2 separate regions of the Mus musculus genome follow, and region 2 is linked to region 1. The links are chromatin contacts, called in public HiChIP or PLAC-seq maps. All regions are on one chromosome and are shown on one strand. The core of a region is the stretch at or near the end of the contact, and the rest is flanking DNA. Distances in the headings are between cores, read along the strand shown. Region 1 holds the start of Rhbdl2 (rhomboid like 2). Region 2 holds the start of Fhl3 (four and a half LIM domains 3).

The links. HiChIP or PLAC-seq counts read pairs in DNA pulled down with a chosen protein or histone mark.
Region 2: an H3K27ac HiChIP or PLAC-seq map of stem cell-derived neural progenitor cells shows a contact between it and region 1, with 4 times the contacts expected there. The contact joins the promoter of Fhl3 here to the promoter of Rhbdl2 in region 1. A contact is called at or near these places in 2 of 39 promoter capture datasets (embryonic stem cells and hippocampal neurons) and 2 of 115 datasets of contacts at active chromatin or transcription factors (astrocytes and stem cell-derived neural progenitor cells).

Annotation. Positions count from the first base shown.
Region 1 is chr4:123,783,897-123,791,347 of GRCm38.p6, forward strand. It overlaps Rhbdl2 (rhomboid like 2), which reads left to right and starts at 3,979. Exons shown (of 8, transcript NM_183163.2): 1 at 3,979-4,075.
Region 2 is chr4:124,697,001-124,704,451 of GRCm38.p6, forward strand. It overlaps Fhl3 (four and a half LIM domains 3), which reads left to right and starts at 3,699. Exons shown (of 6, transcript NM_010213.3): 1 at 3,699-3,851.

The sequences.
Region 1 (7,451 bases), core at 2,729-5,228:
TGTGTCTTGAGGAGCAGGGGCCAACAAGAGAAATGGGGACTAGGAAGGTGAGAGTAAGAAGTGGTCGGGGGGCTGGGTGGTGGTGGCACACACCTTTAATCCCAGCACTCGGGAGGCAGAGGCAGGTGGATTTCTGAGTTCGAGGTCAGCCTGGTCTACAAAATGAGTTCTAGGACAGCCAGGGCTACATAGAGAATCCCTGTCTCGAAAAACCAAAAAAAAAAAAAAAAAAGAAGTGGTCAGGGTACAATTTCCCTGGTCCTGCCTACTCCATCAGTGACCATTTACCTCTGTAGCATCCCTTATAACCTTGTCATCAGCTCCACTGCAGTGTAAACACTGCTGCTCCACTCACTGTCCCTGGAGGCACAGAGGTGGTCCAGGCTTCCCACTGATGGATGCTGCTTCCTGGATCTTCAACAGCTCTTAGCTGCTCATTTTCCCCTTCCCTGATCTCTGTAAATAAACTTGTAAAATTATTTATCTTCTTATCATGTATGTGTAGCTGCATGAGTTTGTGTGCACCATATGCCTTCAGATGCCCTTAAAAGTCAGAGGGCATCAGACCCTTGGAACTGGAGGTCAGAGGGCATCGAACCCTTGGAACTGGAGTTACAGGTGGTTGTGTCCTGTCTGGTGTGCCAAGAAGAGACTGGTTCCTCTGCAAGAGCAGTAAACACTCTTACCCACTAAGCCATTTCTCCTGCCCCTGCAATAGACTTGTTCCCTAGTTTCCCTTCTTTCTGACTGAATGTACCCTCTCCTTCCTGTTAGGCCCTGCACTGATGCACAGGTTATCTTTTCCTGGAGCAACTGTTTCCCAGACCTTTGTACTTTGTAACAGGTATTTTGGAAACTACCAGTCCAGAACTGAGTCCATTCCCTTCAGTAGTGATTTTTCCCATGAGTACCATATAACACATGCACATACAAGCATACATATGTACGTACATACATACATACATACTACAGGGTTATTCAGGTTGGAAATCTGGTATATTAGTCAGGGTTCTCTAGGTAACAGAACTTATAGGACATATATATATGGCTTTATTAAAATTATTTACAGGCTATGGTCCAGCTAACCCAACAATGACTAACTATGAACAGAAGGTCCAAGAATCCAGTAGTTGTTCAGTCCACAGGCTGGATGCCTCCACTGGTCTTCAGTATACACTGGAATCCTGAAGACATAGGCTCTAATGCCAGTGGAGGGAATGGATTTGCTAGCAAGGGGCAAGGACAAGCAGACAGAGAGAGAGGCTTCCTTCTTTCATGTCCTTTATACAGGCTTCCAGCAGAAATGACTTAGTGAAGCAAAGGTCCCTCACAGGTATCCAGAGCCATTTTTGGGTTTTAATGATATGTAGTCAAGTTGGCAACCAAAATTGACATCACACCTGGGATTCATCCTAGCAAGCCAGACTCTTCCCTTACACATTAAGTTCATCGGTGCTACAATATTATTTATTTATTTTATGTGTGTTGGTGTTTGGCCTGAATGTATGTCTGTGTACTTTGTGCACACCTGGTGCCCGTGAAGGCCAGAGTAAGGCGTTGAATTCTCTGAAGTGGAGTTTGTTTGTTTTTTAAGATTTATTCATTTATTTTATGTATATGAGTTGTATTAGTTAGGGTTCTCTAGGGTCACAGAACTTATGGATAGTCTCTATATAGTAAAGGAATTTATTGATGACTTACAATCTGCAGTCCAATTCCCAACAATGGTTCAGTAGTGGCTGTGAATGGAAGCCCAAGGATCTATCAGTTACTCAGTCCCACAAGGCAAGCAGGCGAAAGAGCGAGAGCGAGACTCCCTTCTTTCAATGTCCTTATATGGTCTCCAGCAGAAGGTGTAGCCCAGATTAAAGGTGTGTTCCACCACACTTTTAATCCCAGATGACCTTGAACTCGGAGATTTAATCTTCTGGAATCCATAGTCACTATGCCTCAAGATCCCCATACCAAGATCCAGATCAGAAACTTCTATCTCTCAGCCTCCAGATAAGGGTCACTGGTGAGCCTTCCAATTCTGGATTGTAGTTCATTCCAAATATAGTCAAGTTGACAACCAGGAATCGCCACTACATGAGTACACTGTAGCTGTACAGATGATTGTGAGCCACCATGTGGTTGCTGGGACTTGAACTCAGGTCCTCTAGAAGAACAGCCAGTGCTCTTAACCTCTGAGCCATCTTCTCCAACCCCCAGAGCTACAATTTTAACTTTTTTTTTGTTGTTGTTTGCTTCTTTTCTTTTTGTTATATTGGTGTGCATTAAACACAGGGCCTCACTTGTGCTCAGCAACTGCTTTACCTCTGAGCTCTATCTCCTAGCTCCTTTTTTCTTTTGAGACAAGCTCTTATTATTTAGTCAAGGTTTGCCTCAAAATTGTGATCCTCCTGCCTCTATATCCTAAGTGTTAGGATAATAGGTGTAAAGGACCCCAGACCTTAACACAACTGACTCCATGATGGAAGTGGCGGATGGGCCATAAAACTCAGCATGTAGCCAGCACCACTGGCCAAAAAAAAAAAAAAAAAAAAAAGAAGAAGATCTAGTCCATCAAAGTCCATAGCTGTGGACAGTCTCTAAATGTACAAACTTTTTTTTTTCTTCTGTAGTTCTACTTTTAGCTTAACTGCTCTTGTTAACAGAAGTATGTCAACCCAGGATATGGTTTTTTTGCGCTTAAAATTTCATCCCGAGAAAGGCTCATTGCTACACTGGGATCCCAAATACCCAGTGTAGTTGCTGGCCAGCTAATAAAGACTTTGCATTGGCTTAAACCCATGTCCAAGCATTCTTCTCTGGTGGATGCCTCACGACAATAGGCATGTGCCACCATATTCTACCTTCCTCTTCACAACATCTCTTACTCTGTGCCTTCCTTTATACACAGCCCTGGTCAGTTCTTTGGATTAGGCATTCATTATCCAGAGAATTTAATATCTTCCTCCAGCCTCTGGCATTTGCAGGCACATTACACACACACACACACACACACACACACACACACACACACACACACAGAGTCCATATACAGGTAAGCAGGTTCAAACCTGTACACATAAATGTCACTTGAAGTTGAGGGTCTAGTTCAGTGGTAGGGCAGTTGCCCATTGGTTCTATCCCCAGCACAGAAAATAAACACACTCTGAGTCTGACTTCATGTTTAAGCTCTCTCTGAGTCCTTCCATGTCTATAGTGTAAAGTCTGAATATTTCTCGGCAAGCCTTGTAAGGCCCTTCCTGGCATGATACTCCTTGCTCATAGTTCTGAACTTGAGTGGCTTGCTTATCCTCTATGCTATCTCCGAAATTTTTTTTCCCTAGAACTGTCCTACGCAGGGAAGTCCTCCCTGATCATGCTGCCAGGATCTTAGGCAAACCTTTAGTGGCAGACTTTATTCTTTGGCTTGCCAGTACAGGAGGGTAGGCACCAGGTTAACCTACTTTTCTGCTCTCAGGACCTGGCACACTTTGAATGGCTAATCAGAGACTGGCAAACCCATTGTACAGGGGCTAAGGTACATCCAGTTTGTGTGCAGAGCCTAGGAGCTTGTGACCAGGCTATCAAATTACTCAGTTGTTGTAAAGTACCAGGCCTGGGGCACACTAGAGTGTGATCCAGGACAATCCCATGGAAAGTAACTGAGACCTACCAGAGCAGACCTTTCCCAGAGGCCGACCTGAGAACCAACACAACACGTGGGACTCAGTCACATACAGGACGGCAGGACAAGGAGGAGCCATGAATAGCCCAGGAGAAGGAGCAGGGTGGCTGTCACAGGCTCCCTGGCACAGACCCAAGTAGGAGGAGGCCAGGACTCATTCATCCAGGGCCAACCCAGGGAAGACTGCCTAGCAGGCTGGCCCGGCTTAGGCCAGGCCACCAGGGGAGGGGATTTCCTCTGGCTCCCTCCTCCTTGGGAACCTGTCTGGACAATTTTAGTTCTGGGAGGGCGGGAGGAGAGCCTGGCAGGCTGCGGCTCGGGCCTCCAGGCAGCTCCGTTGGCTGCTTGAAGTGCAAGATCCGACTGCAGTGTGGGACCACTGTGCCTCGGCCTCCCCAGGTAAGGTGCAGGGGTGGATTGGGGGATGGGGGGAGGAAGGCGGTGGGAGGCCGAATGCTGAAGCAGGAAGCTGGTGGCAGAAATTCTAGGTAGCTCCCTAAACCTGCTGACCGTCAGCGAGGGGAAGGAAGATTAATGCTTCCAGAGTCAACCTTCCGGAAGAACCTAGAATGTCTGCTTCGGGTTCTGAAACTTTTCAAAGTTGGCAGCGCCCTGGAAGTGGAAGGAGAGCCGACCTGGGAGTTTAATCCTGCCACCTCGCTGCAAGGTTCAAGCAAGCACTGTTTCATTACTTTCTCCCCAGCATCCTCAGACTCCCAGGGCTTATTTTTATTTTTGTTTTGGGCGGGAGGAATGGTGGTGTATGTGTGTGTGCGTATGCGTGTGCGTGTGCGTGTGTGTGTGTGTGAGACATGTCAGCCACACCTATAACTGAACTGGTAATCGTCTGTATCACCATCTGAGCCAGAAACTACCTGGGCTTCCCCAGCCTCTACCTCCTCTGCCCTGGAGATTGGCAGGTAGAGGTTTCAGCTCTTCCAACACGGCAGCTCTGCTGTGACTTCCTCCTTCCTGCTATGGGCACCTAAGGGATTTACCTCAAGCAATCGGTCTTTTATTCTTGGCCATTTGTTTACTCATTAGTTGAGCACACACATCAGTTGTCTGAAGGGAGGAACATGTCCTTCCTGCTGTGAATAAAAAAGTTGAAATTTATCCACACGTATCTACAAGCTGACAGGCAGGCAGCGGGGCATGGCAGGAGTTACAAACCTGGACTGCTGACCCTTCATTTCCTCTTTACTTCCTGGACTTCAGCATCCTCATCTGTAAGGGCCTGGATTTGTTTGTTTGTTTGTTTTTTAAAGATAATAAGGAACTATGTGAATCCAGGGCAGGCTGGGTGGTCAGCTCACAGTGGGGCCTGGATAAACATCTGTGCTTTCTTCTTCTTTGCCCCTCCCTAACTGGCACCTTCCTTGCAGTAAGCTTGTAAAGATAGAGAAGACAAACCCTGGCCTTGACAGTGTCTAGGTGGCTTGTAAATTGAACTGAGTAGTGGAGGCAGGTGCTCTAGGGAGTGGGAGGCCAGAGATGTGAAGGAAGGAGACGGGCCTCTGGCTGGATGTACAAACCCTGGACCAGGGCTGGGACCAGACGGTGATGCCGTTTCTGACTTGAGATCTGTCAGAGACATTATTCTCCTTCCATACTTAAGAAGATTCTATTTTATTACTTCTTTTTGGAAGAGGGTCTCACTATGTTATCTGGGCTGGCAGAACTCACTGTGTAAACTAGACTAGCCTTGAACTTCCAGAGATCCTCCTGCCTCTGCCTTCCCAATATGCTATCACTCCCAGCCTTCCTTCCCCATTAAATATTTGTTGACAATTTTGAACATTAATGAAATATATTTTAGCCAGTTTCACACACCCTACCCCCCTTCCTCCCACTGGTATTCTTGTCAGTGAATGTCCCTTTTACATCAAGTGTGTGGCTTCCTGAGTTCAGTTATTTGCTGAGTGGGGGTGGGGTTTATTTAGTGTCAAAAAGACCAATTATCTATGACACACTACAGAAGAAAGTGACACCCCTTCCCCAACAAGTGGTGATTGCCTCTCGTCCCTCAGTCCCAGTTGGATCTGGCACTTAGCCATCTTCAGTGCGTGGTCTTGGGCTTGTGGGTATCTGTAATCTCATCATTCAGGAGGCGGAGTTCAAGGCCAGTCTGGGCTGCACAGAGAGACGTTGCCTCAGATACCAAACCAACCAAACACAAAGATTCATTGCATCGAAACTCTGCTATATTACTCTCATCCCCATAGGCTTTCCCTAAGGCCAATACATAATGGATCCAGGATTCAGGTTTGTGGATCAGAATTCACGCTGTCTGCTCAGTCCCTGAAGTCTTTCAAAGTCTCTGTATAGAGGACAGAGAGGGAGGCGTCATAATCACTTCTGTTCTGAGCTGTTTCACTCAGGTGGCAGGAGACATGCTTGTAGTTGTTCCTCATTCATTCATTCATTCATTCATTCATTCATGTGCTCTATCTGTCCTAGGAGACCTAAAGGACCCCAAAGGGGGGTAATTAGTCTGGCTTGATGATTCATGCCTGTAGTTCCTGCACTGGGAGGTGGCTGCAGGAGGATTTTGTGAGTTTGAGGCTGCCTTGAGGTACATAGTAAATACTAGACCAGCTAGGGCTGCACAGCAAGACCCTGTCTCAAGTGAACAAAACCAAGGGTCCAGATAGTGTCTGCACTGTTACATAAACAGTGTACCTTCTATGCTCTTGCTATAAAAATGCTCCGTCAGTGAGTCTTTTGTGAGTAGATGAAGCTAAGCAATATCCAATTGTGCATTCCTTAGACTGTGCAATAAGGATGCAAAATGGCTACAACAGAAGTCTTGTACTTAAGGATGCCCACAGTCTGCAAAGAAAGCATCCCGGACACAGCAGAGGTTGGTGAGCCACATTAGAGGGCCCTTCACTTCCACCATGCAGTGTGGCTCTGACACATCCACAGTGAAGGAGAGATGTAAAGGGACTCAAACTGGGACAACAAATTGGGAGGGAAGATGTTCCACGGAGGGCAGAACTCACGAGGAGACCAACTGGAGAAGGGGAACCTGGCCAGCTCTGGCTCAGTGTGGTCACAGTACAGGGTGTATTTGGGGGAGTGCACCCAGGAGGTGGATACAAGACGATCAATGCCAAGGCCACAGCCTCAGTTGTATACTAAGTTTGAGACCAGCTTCTGGTACACAAGACTGAGGCTGTGGAGACAGTTGGCAAAGTGTAGGCTGCACACGTGTGGGATTGATCTCTCGGACTCTAAAAGCTTCATGTGATACCACATAATTGTTATCCTAACTCAGCTCTAGTGGGTGGAGACAGGAGGATCCCTGGGGCCCTCTGGGTAGCCAGATAACTTCAGCAGTGAGTAGCCACAATGTCTGTGTCACTCACTGTTCCCGACTGGAGATTCAGTGTGATCAAGTACTTCTAGCTCCTGTTGTCATGGCTTCTGGCCATGAGGGTCTGAACTCTCAGACTGTGACAAGAGAAACATTTTCTCCTTTAAGTTGCTTTGCTAGGTATTTTATCACAGCAAGTCACTAGTACAGGCAGTAAGAATCCTGTCTTAGCTGGGGTTTCTAGTGCTGCAATCAAACACCATCACCAAAAAACAAGTTGGGAAGGAAAGGGTTTATTCGGCTTATATTTCCATAAAGCTGTTCATCACTGAAGGAAGTCAGGACAGGAACTCAAACAGGGCAGGAACCTGGAGGCAGGAGCTGATGCAGAGGCCATGGAGGGGTGCTGCTCACTGGCTTGCTCAGCCTGCTTTCTTATAGAACCCAGGACCACCA
Region 2 (7,451 bases), core at 2,449-4,948, 910 kb after region 1:
TGCTAGGATTAAAGGTGCAGGCCACCACAGAGCCAACCTCCATTTTCCCATGTTTGTTTGTTTATTTGTTTGTTGTTGCAGGCTACATGATTTTAATGGAATAGATAATTATACAATAACATTTTATTTAAAGGGGCTGGAGAGATGGCTCAGTGGTTAAGAGTACTGGCTGCTCTTCCAAAGGACTGCAGTTCAATTCCCAGCACCCATGTGGCAGCTCACAACTGTCTGAAACATCAGTTCCGGTGGATCTGACCCCCCTCACACAGACATAAACACAGGCAGAACTCCAATGTACATAAACTAAAAATAAATCATAAAAACTATTTTTAGGGCCGGGCGTGGTGGCGCACGCCTTTAATCCCAGCACTTGGGAGGCAGAGGCAGGTGGATTTCTGAGTTCGAGGCCAGCCTGGTCTACAAAGTGAGTTCCAGGACAGCCAGGGCTATACAGAGAAACCCTGTCTCGAAAAACCAAAAAAAAAAAAAAAAAAAAACTATTTTTAAAATACAGAATATTTTATGAATTTGCAAGTCATCCCTGCACAGGGACTGTGTTAATCTCTGTATCACTCCAATTTAGTATCCGTATGGCTGAGTCAAGTACCATTTTTCTCACCTTTGAGAAGAAGATTAGAAATGTGTATTTAAGGCTGGTGAGACAGCTCAGTGGGTAAAAGCCCTTGGCTGACTCCAGGGCCAGCAAGATGCCTCAGTGGGCACAAGCACTCGCCACCAAGCCTGACTATCCCCAGGGACTGCATGGTAAGAAGAAAGAACTCATTCCCACAAGTAACACCCCTGATTTCCTACTTGTGTATCCATTCACATACACACACACACACACACACACCCCACTTTTAAAGAATTTATTGTATTTTTATTTATGTGTTTTATTTATGTTTGTCTTTATGTGAGTAAATGTCACCTGTGTTCCTGTCTGAGGAGGCCAGAAGAGGGCATCAGATTCCTTGAAGCTGGAGTCACAAGCACTGTGAGGGGCCAGATCTATCTGCTGGGAACTGAGCTCAGCTCTTCTGGGAGGAGCTACACACTGGCTACTTTTTAGGTCAGCCTGACACAAACTAAAGCAATTTTGGAAGAAGGAAGATCAATTAAGAAAATGCCCCCACCAGATTGGCATGTAGGAAAGCCTATGGTACAATTTTTTGATGGTTGGTTGATGTGGAAGGGCCCTGCTCACTGTGGGTGGTGCCACCCCTGGGCTGGTGGTCGTGAGTGCTATAAAACAACAACAAATAACAACAAACAACAACAACAGGCTGAGAACTCATAAGAAACAAGCCAGTAAGTAGCATGTTCCACCATGGATTTTGCCCAGGCTCCTGCCCTGACTTCCCTTGAGCCGCTGCAATGTGGAATTGTAAGCTGAAATAAGCCCTTGGCTCTCTAACTTGCTTTTGGTCATGGTGTTAGAAAGCTAACAGCAAGCAGGCTCATGCACCAAGCCATCTCTCTAGCCCCCACACCCCTATTGCATTTTTAAAGAGAACTGACTCCAGAGGGTTGTCCTCTGACACAAGCACACAGGTACACTAGCACTAGCATGCACATGTGAGCCCACATACACACAAACCACCCAGATATACACCATATATATATGTATGTGTTTATTGGATAATTACATGAGTTTATATATGTGAAGTATTTAGGGAATGGTGCAAACTGGAAGCTCAGAGTTTTGGCTCTTGGTAAAGGCCTTCAATAGCACTTCAAGTCATAAAAAAAAGAAGAAAGACCCCAAGATGAAGCACCTTTACTGCTCACTAACAACTCTTCCTTTCCTGAAGGCTCTGCCCTAGTTATAGTTTCTATCGCCGGGAAGAAACCATGACCAAAAAGCAAGCTGAAGAGGAAGCGGTTTATCTGACTTCTACTTCATCATAGTGCATCACTGAAGGATGTCAGGACAAGAACACAAACAGGGCAGGGACCTTGAGGCAGGAGTTGATGTGGAGACCATGGAGGGGTGCTGCTTACTGGCTTGCTCCTCATGGCTTGCTCAGTCTGCTTTCTTATGGTATCCAGGACCACCAGCCCAGGGATGGCACCACCCACCATGGCACTGGGCTGGCTCTTCCTCCATCAATCACTAATTAGAAAAATGCCCTACAGGCTTTCTTACATCCTGATCTTATGGAAGCATTTCTCAATTGAGGTTTCCTCCTTACAAACAAACAAACACCTCTAGATTGTGTCAAGTTGACACAAAACTAGACAGTACAGTTTCCCACCATTGTCCCCACTTCAGGTCAGGACAGACAGACCCCTCTCGCTGTCTACTCCAACCAGGAATGATAGTGTTTCCTGCATTCCTGTACATAGAGCTCCCTAGACCTGGGAGACAAGTCCCAGAGGAAGGGCTCACCCTCAGACTGTCTGATAGTAGGTGCCTGGCAGGGAGTGGCAGGGGGTCCAAATGAAAGCAGTGTGTGACATTCATCCCTCATTTACTGCAGGTCAAACACTGGAGTAGATACTGGGAATGCAGTAGTGAAAAAAAAAAAAAAAAAAAACCGACCCAACCTCTGCCCTCGTGGCATTTGCAATTTAAGAATCAACAACATTTAAGCAATCCTTTAACTCTGAAAGAAAACCTGGCCTAGAGGCTGTCTTAGGACCTAGCAACCAGACCCCTGATACAGAAGGGAAGGCGCCACACCAGCCTTGAAGGGTCTTAATCCCCAAAATGCTAGCAAGGCTGGATGCAGCCTTGAATTAGGGGGGGCCTCTCTGGACATCTGAATCATCCCCGAGACGCAAAGGTTATTACCAGGGTTAGTTTGTTGTCTCTTGTTTTGCAAACAGCACAACAGAGCTCCCCCACCCCCACCCCGCCCTCCAGATCAAGGCTATTTATTCCTAGTGACAAGCCTGAGGATCCCAAGGGGGGTGGCCTCAAGGACCTGGATGGGCCTCGTGTCCCTGGCAGACACTAGTCCTCCCTTCCCGGAATAGGGTAGAAGCTGGAGGATCAAAAACTGCACAAGTTCCCTCCCTTCTTAACCACCCCTGCCTGCACCAACCACTCGCACTGTTCACACACCCTCTCGAGAAACCCAAAGCCAGGGAGGCCGAGGATTAGGGTCTCCCTGAGCCTCAAAGGTCAAAACTATTCCTGGGCACTATAGAAACCTCAGTGCCAGGGCACAGTTGAGGATGGGGAGGTTGTTGCCTGTGCTTTCGCCAGTCGCTTATAGAATAAAGCCCTTTGAAATTGAGGAGGATAAAGGCTCGCTCTCTTTAGCCCAAGTTTCTAGAAAAAAAAAAAAAACCTTGATCTCCGCTGGTAAGGCAGAATCAAAACCACGCCTCCAGCCGGCTGGATTAAGGCCTCCTTCCCAAGCTAAGGTTTAGTGTAACATCTGGGGATGAGCTAGAGGGAAAAGAGGAAGGGAGGTCTGGTCTCCAGATGGACTCTAGCTAGTCCTAGGAGCTCTGCACCCCTGGCCTGAGATCGCTTCCAGCCGTCCCCCGGGGTCCGAAGGGCGCAGGAGGCGGGTTAAGCTGCAGGGGGCGAGCAAGGAGTGGTCGAGGAGGTCAGAGCACCAGGTTCGACTGGGCTGGGCTCGCCGCAGGCAGGAGGGGGCGGGGTCTGGCCCTTGCGGGCGGGTTGGGGGCCCGGGGGCGGGGTCCGGGCGGGGCGGGCCCGAGCACTTCCTCGGAGGCTTAGGGCCGCGCGCCCACTCGCCCACACAGTCAGTCGCAGCCGGCTACCTCGCCGCTGCTCTCTCGGCCCCCCTCCGCCTGGCCCACAGGTAGGAGCCGCCGGGCGATCGGCTCCCGCCCCACCCACGCCGCGCGCGCCCAGCTCCCGCGCCCGCTTCGAGGTGAGAGTCCCCCGCCCCAGCTGCGCTCGGACCAGGGTCGCTCTCTGGGCCCCTCACCCCTGTCTTCTGCTGGGGCATCCCGAATTCGGGACCCCACGCGCCTGCACGGACCCCACCGCTCCGCGCCTCCCGGCCGGGCGGGGACCGCCAGAGTTGCAAGGGGTGGGGACCAAGTTTGAACTAGAAAAGCTACAGAGATCAGCAGGGTTGGAGAAACTGAGGCTCTTAGGGAGCCTGGTAGAACAGACAAGGACGCGCGCCCCAGGAGGCTACCGGGACCACTCCAACGAGGGCAGAGAATGGCCGGATGAACTTCTCGAGGCACGGCGGGGACCCGGGTTCTGGGGAGCATTTTAAGAAGCAAATGTATGGCCCCAGGGAACTCATTGCTAGCACCCTTCCCAGGGCCTTGGAGGGCCCCGAGGCTGGAGCTTGTTAGACTAGCGCTAAATCTGCCTCCCGGAGGCCTAAAGAGACTCTCAGGTCAGAGACATAGAGACGTCGAGAGAGACCAAGACTTGGATATGAACAGGGATAGAGATCCCCAGAGTGGAGGCCCTACTGGGACACAGCTCCAGAGATACAGGAACACCTTCACCCAAACACAAAGACGGGTACTGACTAAGCTCAAGGGTACTGAGAGGTACGGAGTGGAGGCTAGAGTTCGCTGAGGAGAGACACCTAGTGTGTTCACTGACAGCTGCCCCAGGCTTGAAAGGGTGGAGGCAAGGCTAGGGGGAAATTGACTCTTAGCCAGCCCATCCCCCAGGAGGCAGAGGACCTGAGGCTGTAAAGCTGAGCTGAAGAGAGAGAGAGAGCCCCATACACACACAGCCACTAAGACAGCGCCAACTTATTTTTAAACTCAAATCTTGGACGCTCTGCTTCAGCCCTAGGGGACTCTGGGGTGAATGAAATGTCCCTCTCCTGTTCTCGGAGCAGCTGCAGGATCTGCTCCCTTCGCCCTAAACTGCTTTGACTTCCAGGCCCTGTGGGGAAGAGGGGCAGTGGAGAGTTTGGGATTGGTGCCTGGTTGGGGGGGGGCTCTAATTTCTCCCCTAAGTCTCTTGTCAAGGGGGAGGGGTCTTCTCTGAGTTACAGCTGTGGGGTCTGGCCAGGGTCCTCCTGGACTTGGGATGGGCGGGGGGGGGGGGTTGCGGGAGGCGGGGAAGGGGGATATACTAAAGGGTTGAGCAGTTGGCATGGGTAATTGGAAAGACTTCTGGGTGTCTTCCAATGGCAGGCTGGCAGCCGGGGAAGACAGCCAGCTCTAGTGTATCTCCTGTTCGCCCTCCCTCCCCCCCAAAGGATGACTGCCCCTTCCACCACTACCAAAGCATTTCTAGGCAGAGTTCCCCTCTGATGGATAGGACACTTCTGCTCCAATTGCTGAACAGCCTTGGCCATGCCCCTAGCCTGCCCCTGGTATCTTGTACTGAGCTCTAAAGGGGACCTATACTCTGTCCTTCCTTTTCGTAAGCTGAGATGCAGTGGTCGTGGGGTGTGTATTTTGTAGATGACAAGGAATCTAGCAAGTATGTGCTCCTGGGAACTAACCATCTCTAAGGTCTTTAAAGTCCCCCCCACCCCACCCTGGTATCCCACTGGCTGGGCTAGAGCTTACGATGTGTACCAGTGGTTCCCTCAGACTTCACTAAGACTCCCAAGGTCACATCCCAGGTTAACTCTTGCTTCGGGCCTACCTGAGACTACCACTGTTTGGCTCCAGTAGGAGTTGAGGGGCTTGTTGTAAAAATACAAGTGACTAGCGTTTACTTACAGTGATTAGCGTTTACTACAGACTTATTACAGAAGCTGTCATGGGGATTATCACATTTTAGCTTGACAGCTGTCCTAGGAGAGGGAGGTAGTAATAGTATCTCATTTAACTGGTTGCACCTATACTCTCAGGGAATGAAAACTGTATACCCAAGGTCACAGGATTTCAAGTCAGGTGTATTTTTTGTGACTCAAGCAAGCTGTTATCCACTGGACACCATACAGAAAGATATCCTGCCACTCAGCTCTGAGAAGTTCACTCTGTGTGTGTGTGTGTGTGTGTGTGTCTTTTTTTTTTTAATATTTATTTATTATATCTTAAGTACACTGTAGCTGACTTCAGACACACCAGAAGAGGGCATCAGATTTCATTACGGGCGATTGTGAGCCACCATGTGGTTGCTGGGATTTGAACTCAGGACCTCTGGAAGAGCAGTCAGTGCTCTTAGCTGCTGAGCCATCTCTCCAGCCCTGTGTGTGTGTGTGTGTGTGTGTGTGTGTGTGTGTGTGTGTGTGTGTGTGTCTGTCTGTCTGTCTGTCTGTCTGTCTGTCTTACTTAAGTCAGGTATGGAGATAATGTGTGTTCGTGGAAATAGCAGATTGGGGTCATTTGGAAGAGCCACTGTCTTCTCTAAACCACACCCTCCTACCCCCCCACTCCTCTACCCCTTCACCTCCCCACCCCTCCAGCCCCCTCACTCCCCCACCCCCCACCTGCTCCCAGGAATACAAACTGTCTCCTAGCTCACCCTTTTAGTCCCCCAGCCTTGCCAGGCATTGTGGGGGGAAGGGGGGTTGGGAGGAGATAGGAGACAAGTGGGCCTTGGTGCCCTTCACTCTGTCCTCATTAGAGACATAGGGACTGGGAGATTCTGGGAGGAAGCAGAAGACACACCCATACCCTATTTGGGGTGCCTCATCTCATTGTGGTGACTGGCTCTGAGGGGGTGGATCCAGGGCCAGCCTGGGCCTGGGAAGGTAGCTGCTGCCGCTCCTGCTAGCCAAGCCCGGAAGGAAGGGCTCACAAGTGGACACATGGCCACAGGCCACCTGTGTTGCTGTCTGTTGTCCAGTGGCTAACAGCCCAGGCAGTCCTCAGATGCTGGGCCAGAGGAAACCAGGACCTGAATGACAGGGGAGAGAGAAGGAGGGGCTCTCTCCACCCTTCAGCATGACCGCTACCTGAGGACTCTCCACTTTGAAGACTCCCACTTTGGTCGCCTTATGTCCTGCTTTGGGTGTGAACCAGGTGTTCTCCCTCCTTGTTGAAGGGAAAGTTCAAACTCATAAGCCACAAAGAGGTGAGCCCTTCAGGTTTGGGACATCTGTTGCTGCCTGAAGTCTGAACTCTAAGGCAGACCAAGGTGTTTGGTGAGAACTTCCTGTATTTGCTGAGCGGGTATGTGTGTGTGTGTATGTGTGTGTGTAGTGTGTGTTGCCTTTCCTTCATCTTAAGCCAGGGCAGCCATGGAGAAGGGGGATGGTAGGTTCCTCTGTGCATCCCCCCCACCCCTTTTAACTTCCTCCAGCCTCCTGTGCGACAAGGACAGCATCCCCACCCTGTGGGCCCTGCGGGGATCTTCTTCACTACCCAGCCCTTTGAGAGCTTGCTTCAAAGTGGAGTAGGGTGGAGCTGGAGAACTCTGACTTTGGGGCCGGGGGAGACTGGAATTGGCCAGCACAAGAGACTGGGAACCCCATTTCACTGCCCCCCCATTCTTCTTGCTCCTGTTCCAGAGGCGGCAGTGTTGGTGACCTCATCCCACAAGCATGCTTTGTTCCTGAGAAAATGGAAAGTGTCTGAGGTTTGGTGGGGGGCTG